Regions from separate parts of the Mus musculus genome. Here region 2 is linked to region 1. Evidence: chromatin contacts called from public Hi-C data. All regions are on one chromosome and are shown on one strand. Each heading gives the region's core, a stretch centred on a gene start, on an enhancer-like site or on the middle of the called end of the contact. The rest is flanking DNA. Distances are from core to core; before and after follow the strand shown.

Region 1 (4,937 bases), core at 1,442-3,941:
CTACCAGTTTTCTCCTTAGTTGTTACTTTGGTACAGAAACTAGGGGGAACTGAAAGCAATGGATTCCTTCTGGATTAATGATTAGGGTTTCTTACAAAATAAGGCACTTCCCACCTGTGGGGTAGCTGTGTGCCTGGTGCCTGGCTGGCCACAGTTCAGTTGGGCTCTCTGCATTTACCTCTTCCTTCCCTCTCTCTCTGCCATGCCAAGGAGCCTTGGTTGCCAGTGCATCACCGTGAATACCTATCCATTGGAACAAAACCAGGCTACAAGATAAAGGCTTATAATACACTGGTTAGCAAGTTGGCCAAGCTTTGACCCTGTCGGAGTTGGGATCAGCACATGGCACCAATAAGCAGAAAACTGAAAACAAACCGAAAAGTTTCCTTTAAGCCTCTCCAATGCCCTCAGGGCACCTTCCCCGTTCTCCTAGTTTTTCCTGTTCTGGTGTCCTGGAGGCACAGCTGGCAGCAGCGAGGTGGATGAGAAAGCTCCACACACAAGATCGTGCAGCTTTCGGTTCAAATCACTGTTAACAATGCAAAGGGGCGAATCTCTCATCTGAGAAATGATGGAACCGTCATATGGGTGGTTGGGAACACATCAATCCAGCAGGCTGTGTGTGTGTGTGCACCTGCATGAAACTGTTAATTCTGAGGTGCAGGTTGGGGCTCTTTGGAACAGTGTACCTCTGTATATTGTTCTTGGAAGTGGCTACTTGTCCTGTCTTTGGGAGGCCAAAGAGGAAGAAGAGTCTGTGAGAGAAGCCAAGCTCAGACCCTCCTGCTATGGAGGGAGAGGTGCCCACGGCCAGACTCTGTGCTAGCATCAGGTGGCATCTGTGGTACCAGGCAGGTTAAGACTGGGGAGAGATGATCCTCTATGGCTGCTGGAGTCTGAATGGATCAAAATGGGAGTGGGGGTGGGGTTGGATTTGCGGTTCAAGAGCTGGGGTGCGGGAGGAAAGGGAGAAGAGAGAACAGGAGACAAAAGGGCAGAAAGCAGGTTTGAAGACACGGAGGGAGAAGTTAGACATCCATGTCCTACACTTCCAGACAGTGGGGCAAAGAAAGTGAGCGCGATCATGGATCTCCTGGAGCTGGACTTACAGGTGCTTGTGATCCAACTAACATGGGAGCCACATCTGGGTCCTTTTCAAGAGTAAATGCTCTTAACCCATATTCATCTCTCCAGCACTGCCTGGAGGTTTTGGCTCTCCCTTTGATTCTGGCTCAAGCCTGGATTAGCAGTGGGTGGTGGGGACTGACATATAGGAGGCCCCTGTACTGTGCCCTGCCTCCACAGGTGAATTTCCTTCCTCTCTAGAGGTTCCTAGATGCTTTGCTTATAGATTTCCCAGAGGCCTCCAGTTTTGCTATTTTAAAAGATAAATGTTATTCTCATTGTGTTATAGCCATGTTATCCTGAAGCTTTTATTTTAAAATTATGTGCTATATATGTCTGTGTGTGTGGGCACTGGGAGATGGAGTTCCAGGCAGTTGTGAACTACCTGACATGGGCACTGGGTACCTAACTCTGGTCCCGCACAAGAACAATATGAACAGTGTTAACTGGAGATCATTCTTCACTCTGGGGTCATTTTTTCATTCCTGATCCCCTGGTTCTTAGGCGGAGACTAAAGGTCCCCATGCTTTCCAGCAGCTTTCAGAGGCTTCAGTGGCTTCCAGAGGACACAGGAACCATCAATTACTGGACTGAGGGTACACATAGAGAGGGTTATCTGGTACTGAAATCCCTGTCATACTCAGACAACCTGTTTGCTCTTAAAAGTGTTTTGCACATTTGAGTTGGAGCTTAGCAACCAGCCCCTCTTCAAGCCTTGCCCAGTGTGAAATTCAATTTTTAAGTTTTAGCCATAATTGCTGTGAGCTGCCTTTAATGACAACTTGTGATCTGCCAACTGCTGCTCTTGGCTCCTAAGGTGCTAATGAAACTCCTTCCCTGGAGGAATGCAGTCTCACTTAGAGGGAAGCCTCCTGGTTGGGCTGGGGAGAGCGCACATGTAGGGGTGGCAGGGCTGCAGAGACTTGCGTATTCCAGGTAGGAAAGAAATCAGCTTCCCCATAGCATGGGTTGAAAAGTGACTCTGCAGGAATGCTGATGACAAGGGTCCATCTCCTCTAGCTGACCCTTGTCTCCCTAAACTCAGGTTAAGCCAACCATGACTGGCCTACACCTCCAGAGCCCATAATCTTTTAAGTCCCCAGAGTGGCTACTCATATAGCACTAGTGTTGGGCAGTTACACAATCATCGTACCACATTCTCTGTGACCTACACTGCTCAAGCCCAGGCTGTATGCAAAGCCTGGGCAACATCTGGTCAGTTTGTTAACTCTTCCTCCTGGATGCAGGAAACACGCTTAGAGTACACATTCATATGGAGTTTGTACCTCAGCAACATAAAACCCAAGCCTGGAAACTACCTTTCTGAGAGAACTTAAGAAAAATGTTAGCAGCATTTTTCACTGCTCACTGCCGTCTTTTTGCCTAAACCAGATGGGCTCCTTTTTTGTTACCTGTCGGCTGCCTCTGGAAGGATGTCTCCTGTGACAAATGTACCTTAAGGGCAGGCCTGATTTTGTAGATGATGGTGTACAGGCTTGTCTCCGCAGCCTGACTTCCTGCTGGAGGAGTCAGTTAAATCAGCTGCCGCCAAGCCTCTCTAACCAGGCAGTCTGCAGTGTCTGGACACCAGGGGGCGATCTTACCCAGCAAACCTGAGGAGTTAGCCACTTGCTCTTGGAGCCCCCCTTTTCTCAAATTACAGAGGCACTGAAGAGAAAAGAGTCTGTCGGTAAGAAATGGAGTCCAGAGGGCAGAGGGCATGCTGGCGAAAAGCTACCTACTGTAGCCTGTTTTAAGAACAGGAAGGCATCTTGGGAATGAATACGAGAGCTGCATCTACAGTTAGACCCACGCCAGCACGCCTCTATGGACAAGCCACCGGAAGGACATGCACTTCAAGTCTGGTTTTTAGTGTATATTAAACAGAATTTATTTACACAGTAACGTGAGGCCACAGAATACACAGCAAAGTACCACAGCAAACCAAAGGGAGGCGCCACTGGTGACACAGGGACCTGTTATTGATTCATACAATTGTAAAAATACGAGAGGAGATGGGTAAAGGGCCGAAGGAAGAGAAACAAGATTTCCCAAAGCAGAATGAGGGCAGTGCCATGGAGAATTAGTGATATTAGAATAAGGACTGTCATGATTCAATTCACTGAGACAGGTGACATCTTGCTTCTGCCTCCACCTCCCAACAAAATGCCCTCTGTGTCATGAACAGAAAACCCAGCCCAGTGTCTATACACACCGCTCTCCAGAACTGGTCAGGGATGGGAAATAAGGAAGGAACAACTTGAGTAGGCTTCCTGAAGCTGTGTGGTTTAATCTTTCAACAACACTACATTGAAGCCATAGGGCTGGCTCGACATTCAAGTTACCAAGAGTGCAGACACACAGACTTGCCACAAACCAACAGGCAAAGTGGATTTTCTGTACCACAACAATGTTCATAGCAAAATATATAACTCTGCGATTCTGCTGGGTTAAAAAAAAATCCCAACCTCTTTTGATTCCCTGAAACTTTCTTGATTTAAAAAACCATGGGATGGGTGAGATGGGATGGGAAGCAGGGACAGGGACAGACATAGAGGCTGCTGAAGGGGGAATGTATAAAGGACGCTCAGAATGCAGACCCCTGTGGCCCATCTGCATGGGCAAAACGTCCAGTGGCAGCTGATGCAGAAGTCTCTAATTTAAAACAGCTGCAGGGGTAGGTGTGTAACAGCTGTATAGCACCTTAGACAGTCTGGGTACTTACATGTTAGATGATGGGGATGCTGAGTGAGAGTCATTTTTGTGGGGAGGTTCATAAAATGGTACAGTGGGTTAAGAAAATTTCCCAAGAGTTCTTTAAACAAATCTCTTGACAGCACCTCTTTTTAGGAAAAAAAAAAATCACCATAAACCCAAGCTTTGATATTACAGATGCGGTGCTCCCGTGCATAAGGTCTGGCACTAGCCAGGTGTGGTGAGAGTGCGCCGGTTAAAAGCTCCTTCTTAAGATAGCAGAGAATTTTTTTTTTTTTGCCATCTGCTCTGGCTGCTGCCGCTCCCTACACCTTTTCTTCTGACGTACAAACGGCCTGCGTGAAACTAACTAACAGAGAACCCTTCTTTTTATTTTATTTTACTGGTTTGGGGATGGACTTACCCGTTGAACACCTTGACCATGGAATGTTTGCAAACCCTTCCTCTGGCATCTGTCACAGCTCACCCCGTCATCTGAGAAGCAGCAGGATGAGGAAGGCTTGTTTTCTTTGGTATAACCTGTCTAGGGTCCTGCATTATGGCTCTTCTGACTTCCCTTGGGGCATTGGCTTTGGTCCATGGCGTCCCCACCTGTGCACCGCTGTGAGCATGAGCGGATGGACTTCGGTGCACTTGGGTTTGTCTCAGCGCAGCACTTTGGGTCTCTCAGAAAATGAGCTTCAATGAGGTAAATCTAATAACCCAGTTTTATGGGCAGCCATTCTGTTTAGTTACGAGGCTGGACCAGAATCCCAATCCTTATCCACTAGTGAGAGAAATAACAAGCATGCCAGAGCTGGCCCAGAGAGCCGAGTTCTGTCCTGTTTCCCACTGTGTGGATGCTTTATAAGCCTAGAATTACTTAGAATATAATGAAGCTTCCTAAATCCATCCCAGTTTCTGAGACTAGCCTGCATCTTTTCAGATCACTCTAGGTAAAGGCTTTGGGAAATCCTCACTGTAGGTTACCAGCTAATATTTGCTGATTTCCCAATACTGGATAAATCAAACTTGGAAAGCTTGCATGACCCACTACTGAGTGGGCTTCAAGATTGTGCATGGGGATTTTGATGGCTGAGGCTTTGCTCCTAGAGGCA
Region 2 (4,937 bases), core at 883-3,382, 530 kb after region 1:
CTGGTCTATACAGTGAGTTCCAGAACAGCCCTGGCTACACAGGGAGAGTCTTAGTCACTGAGATCTAGTGGCATCTGAGGTGACATCTCCTTTTTGCAGAAAGAAAAAAAAAAATCAAAAGCCTAAGAATCAGAGAGATTAAGCCCAAGGTCCAGTCTAGCACAGTATCATGGCAGGAAGTGTTAGCTGGAGGAAAAGAGGGAGGGAGGAAGGGAGGGAGGGAGGGAGGGAGGGAGGGAGGGAGGGAGGGAGGGAGGGAAAAGATGCTCAGCTCTCAGCTCTTTCTGTCTTCAGTGCCGTCCTGACTAGTATATCGAAGCGCTCTCGGGAGCCAGGCTCCGATCCCCTCCACTCCACAAGATGATCATAACAGATGTTCAGAAAGCCGTTTGGTCAGACCAATGGTCATGCTCTATGCCCTGGTCCGCAAGATTTGGACGGTATCCGATGAGCTGATGGCTTCTCCCACATGTAGACACTTATCTCTGGCCTCCCAGGACTACTCTCCTCTGGTCACTCTCACTCCAAACATCAGAGGTCAGTGTTCACAGGCCCTCTTCCCTCTCCTGACCCCTCACTCCTTGGTTGGTTTTCTCGGGTCTGGGATTTTGACACAGTTGCCTCTGGCTCCCTCGTGCTAGCCCCGGTCTCCTGAGCACAGCTACAGAACTAGAAGCCGATTTGTCATTGCCCTCCTAGAAGCCCCGTCCAACACAGAACTTCATTTTTAACCCTAAAGTACATCTCCCTCCATCTTGACTCCTCTTTACCCCACACCCACACCCAAACCATCACCAGCCACTGACATTGTTCCTAAAACACATCCAGTCCCTGAGGACTCAGCTCCCACTCTGTCCCACTCTGCTCTCACCCTGCTGGAATTGGGCAACTCTTATGGACAACAATTCAAAGCCCACGGCAGACTCAGGACATGCTGCGGCTGCCTGTATCAGCAACCCATCATAACGCCTTCAGGGCTTGCCCCACTCTCAGAACCCCCTTCCAATCACTGTGGCCTCTGGCCATTGTTAGGTGGGCTAGCCTCAGGCTGTAGACATCTTACTCCTGGTGCAAAGCTCCTCCCTCCCCTCAGCCCGCAAGTATAGTGCCTGGGCATACTAACCACTCACCTTCACACCTTCACAGCATTTATATTGCACCTGTCCTTGCCCTGCTTGGGTATGTGTGTCCCTGTCCCTTGTCTGTCTCTTTCTCAATGCAGACCACAGATACCTTGTTCGCCTCTGAACTTCTGTGTGAACTGTGTGCTGCCAAGTGAATCCTCAGAAACTTGTTTGTTGAGTGAATAAATAAATTAGTGGAGCCAGCTATCAGCGACTTAACTCTCTGAAGGAAAAGTCTCCCGTGGGAAGCAGGAAGGCACCCTCATCAGGGCAGGACCCCGAGCACAGGCTGTTCTGTGACAGTGGGGGACTGACAGGTACCAGTGGGGCTTGCAGCATCTCTGGGATGCCACGCTCAGCAGCCCCAACCAAGGGGCACGTGGGGCTTTCACACCTGCCAACCCACCCCACTCGGGAGGGAGCCCTGGGGCAGCCAGCAGCTGAGAGAGGCTGGCAGGGGGCCAGCATGCCTGCCAACAGCTGGCGCTGCTGCCAGGCAGCCGGGTAATCGTGTTAGCCAGCGGAAATTGGTCCAGGGAGTTTTTTTCCTTCGCCTCCCATTTTCCTTCTCTTCCCTTCCCCCTTGGAGCTGCAAGACTCATAAGATTGATCTTCGCCTGAAACGGAGGAGATAACTCGATATAATGAACTCCACTGTCCCTCTTGCTGTTTGGAGCTTTTAAAAAATTTAACAGGGTTGGGGACAAAGGGGGAAACACTGTTCTCAGGGGCTCTCTGAAAGCCCCCAGCCCTGCTCTAGGCCCCTCCCCCAACCTGGCTTCTGCCTCCTTTCCCTCCCTGCTCCCCTGGGATGCCTTCATGGAACAAGGTTAAAAATATCCCCTTTCTCTTGCAGGTTTGAAACATAATTTTGGTGAGGTCAGGACTGGGCCCACCAATGGTCCTGCTTCCCACAGCCCCCAGCTCATGGCTGGCTCCACTCCCCAGGGTCACCAGCCTGCCTGGGGTGTGTGTGTGACAAGTTGGCTCAGTCCATTGCTCTTCAGCAGGCCAACCACCCACTGGGGTTCTGGCAGCTGTGTGGCTTTTGTTCCTGCAAACAGCTCTTTAAAGAGCTGCCTAATGACACAAAGGAGCCTGGCTCACTGCACCCGGGCACCGTGCACACCTCACTGGGCAGCTCTCAGTCCTACCTCTTTTTGCTTGGTGTCCTACTCAGTTTCACATAGCTGTTTAGTGAGCATCTACTCTGTGCCAAGCACTAGGCTGGAGGCTGAGACCACCAAACCCTGAGTCTCCTGACCTAAAGAACCTTATAAAGCCTGGTGACAGAGGCAATCATCTGTCAGTGGTCATACAGGTAGAGAACATATTGGAAAGAGCTTTACGGGAAAGGCCAGGGAGCCCCCAGGGTATGGCAGCGATCAAGGAAGGCCTTCCGTAGAAAGTGTCCTTCTAGTGAGAGCCAAAGGACAATGAGACTACCAGGCCGGAAAGGAGCAAGGATGTTATGGGGAGCATGCTACTAAATGGGGTCCCTCATCTGGTGTTCTCGGCCAGCAGAAAGAGACCAGATCCACAATCTACTTAGCACCCAAGGCCCACGTGCTCTCTGTGTAGACCTCGTTAAACCCTGTGCACCTTTCAAGACACAGCTCCATGCTTGCTTGGTAGCCCTTAGCTCCAAGGATATCTCAGGTTTCCAATTCTCTGCCCTTGGACCAGCTTGATCTTTGGCCCCCTCAGATCAAAAATACAGGAAAAGCAAAGGGATGTGGGCCTAGGGAAAAAAATAACCCAAATCTCCTTCCAAGACATTCCCTGCAACCCCACAAGCAGCAGCAGGTCTGGCCACCCAGGAAGGTCTGGCCTGTTCTCTCCCTAGGGCCTCCTGCTGGCAGGAAGAAACCAGTCTGACCTTGCAGTCTGAAGGCAAGTACCTTCCCACCCCAGCTTCCCGGTGCAGCCTCCTGGGGACAGGCATCAGGGAGGCCCGAAGGTACAGGAAGCTCAGGCTACTCTGCTTCCAGAAGCAGGCACTTGGGCCTCCATGCAGACCTGAAAAATTTACCAAGACCTCAGCAGAATCAGAGGCCATAGGGGCTCCAAGGAGCCCTGGGTTCAGAGGAAGGAAGCTGGCTGGTGAGGCAGAGACAGGGAGAGGTTTGGGCCCTAAATCAGGCAGAAGGGGCTGTGGTACAGGGGTGACTGACTGGTCCAAGGAGAAGGTTTGCTCCAGCTAGCCAACCTTGCTGAAGCCCCCATGCCAGCCCGGAGAGGCCAAAGGTGCTGCAAGCATGAGGGGGCTGGACATACTTTTAGAAGCCTCTGAACTGGGAGCAGACCCAGCCCTGCCCACAACAGCCTTCTACAGCCGATGTGCAAAGAGGCAGACAGTAAGCCTTACAGAGTGCTGTGGGGGGAGGGGCTCCCTGCCCTCCCGGAGCCTCTCTGAGATAGGCAGCTACAGCCCCCTTTACAGAGGAATAAACTGAGATCCGAGTCAGAAGAACGTCCCGAAGAGCCATGTTAGCTCATGGTGGGCATAGAACAGAACCTAGGCCTGTGTGAACATAAAACTGCTAACCACAGTAGCCAAGCAGGACAGAGAGGCCACATGGCTCCCAGCCAGAAACCCTGCAAATTCCAAACTTGTATTTAGCCCACCAGCTATGACGAGGTCACAGCATAGTCGAGGAAAACTAATTCCAAAGGATGACATGCTGTTGAAAGAGATGAGGACTTGAAGGTTTAGACTTTGGCAGAGATTGGAGTAAAGTTGGTCACCAGAGAACAAGGAACTGTCTTGGTGTTAAGTGTGGCCAGCCCTGGCACTCCCCCCATAAGGAGTTCCTTGCTGCCAGCTCATTCTCTGAACCCCATGGGTTCACAAAGGAGCCTAGGGCATGGGAATGAACTACAGGAAGCCCTTCAGAGGTACATGAGTAGGGCCAGAGCTTCCCTTGCCTATAGAAAAGAGAGAACCCACGGGAAGGTAAGAGACACGAGTGAGCCTTTAAGCTGGCCAGAGGGAACACCACAGAGCTTCCTGCACCAGCACATCCCCTAACTAGAAGGCTCCTGAAGAAGAGTCGTGGTTTGCTTTCTCCCTAAGCTCCTCCCCTCCCCTAAGCTCCTCCCCTCCCTCATAAGCTCCTCCCCTCCCCTAAGCTCCTCCCCTCCCTCATAAGCTCCTCCCCTCCCTCATAAGCTCCTCCCCTCTCTCCTTCTGCCCTCCATCATCCATCTCCAGCTCACCTTTGGCACATCTGCCCACCTGTACCAGGAGCAAGCACCTAGAGTCCCTTGGAGAGAGGGACAGAAGACACTGCCATATCCTGTGTATAAGCAGGTGTGTAACTCCCACCCCAGGAGGTGCAGGACAGGAAGAGGGCCTGACTTAGGAGCAAGGGGAATTAGGGCTCAGCCTTCCTAGTCTGTGGCCCCTAGTCTGTGCCCTGTGTGCCTCTCTCAAGGATGAGTAAGGTCCGAAGAGTTCAGACCGAGGTTCCTGGAGAGCCTGCATGCAACAGAATTGGGGAACAGCTTTGCTGCTCTCTCCTCTGAGAACCTTTCCACAGGCAAATTATAGTTCGATATAAAAGCAGAGGTAAAGACAGGGAGTCTTTAGGTGGCTGAGGATTTAGTCCCACTTTAACAAGCTATTAGGAGGACAGCTGAAGGAAGGGGAGAGGCTGAGGTCTGTTGCCACAGAAGTGAGAAGCTAAGCGCCAGCTCCCCTGGCAGGGAGGAGGATTAGGTGAGACAGCTGGGTGGACACCAGGGGTCTGGAGGACTGCTGCTGGGAGCCAGGTCTGGAGTCCCCCCAGCTGGGCACATAGTAAGGGTTCT

What was found. Hi-C and Micro-C count contacts between places; a contact is called where the count stands out from the background.
Region 2: a Hi-C map of cortical neurons shows a contact between it and region 1, with 2.0 times the contacts expected there. The contact joins two enhancer-like sites. A contact is called at or near these places in 2 of 39 promoter capture datasets (hippocampal neurons and stem cell-derived epiblast-like cells), 1 of 15 datasets of contacts at CTCF or cohesin (large pre-B cells), 12 of 484 Hi-C or Micro-C datasets (the C10 cell line, the HL-1 cell line, the HPC-7 cell line and 6 more) and 2 of 115 datasets of contacts at active chromatin or transcription factors (embryonic basal ganglia and forebrain).

The regions. Positions count from the first base shown.
Region 1 is chr9:56,198,135-56,203,071 of GRCm38.p6, forward strand. It overlaps Peak1 (pseudopodium-enriched atypical kinase 1), which reads right to left. Exons shown (of 7, transcript NM_172924.3): 7 at 2,992-4,937. Among named protein-coding and RNA genes, the nearest start is that of Tspan3, 40 kb to the left of the region's middle. Within about 2 kb of position 2,692, at least 17 of the 459 cell types and tissues checked have an H3K27ac peak or open chromatin away from gene starts, as enhancers often do. A contact at or near this core is called in cortical neurons, where this site is marked.
Region 2 is chr9:56,726,354-56,731,290 of GRCm38.p6, forward strand. It overlaps a transcript of Lingo1 not described here. Among named protein-coding and RNA genes, the nearest start is that of Gm31586, 68 kb to the right of the region's middle. Within about 2 kb of position 2,133, at least 22 of the 459 cell types and tissues checked have an H3K27ac peak or open chromatin away from gene starts, as enhancers often do. A contact at or near this core is called in cortical neurons, where this site is marked.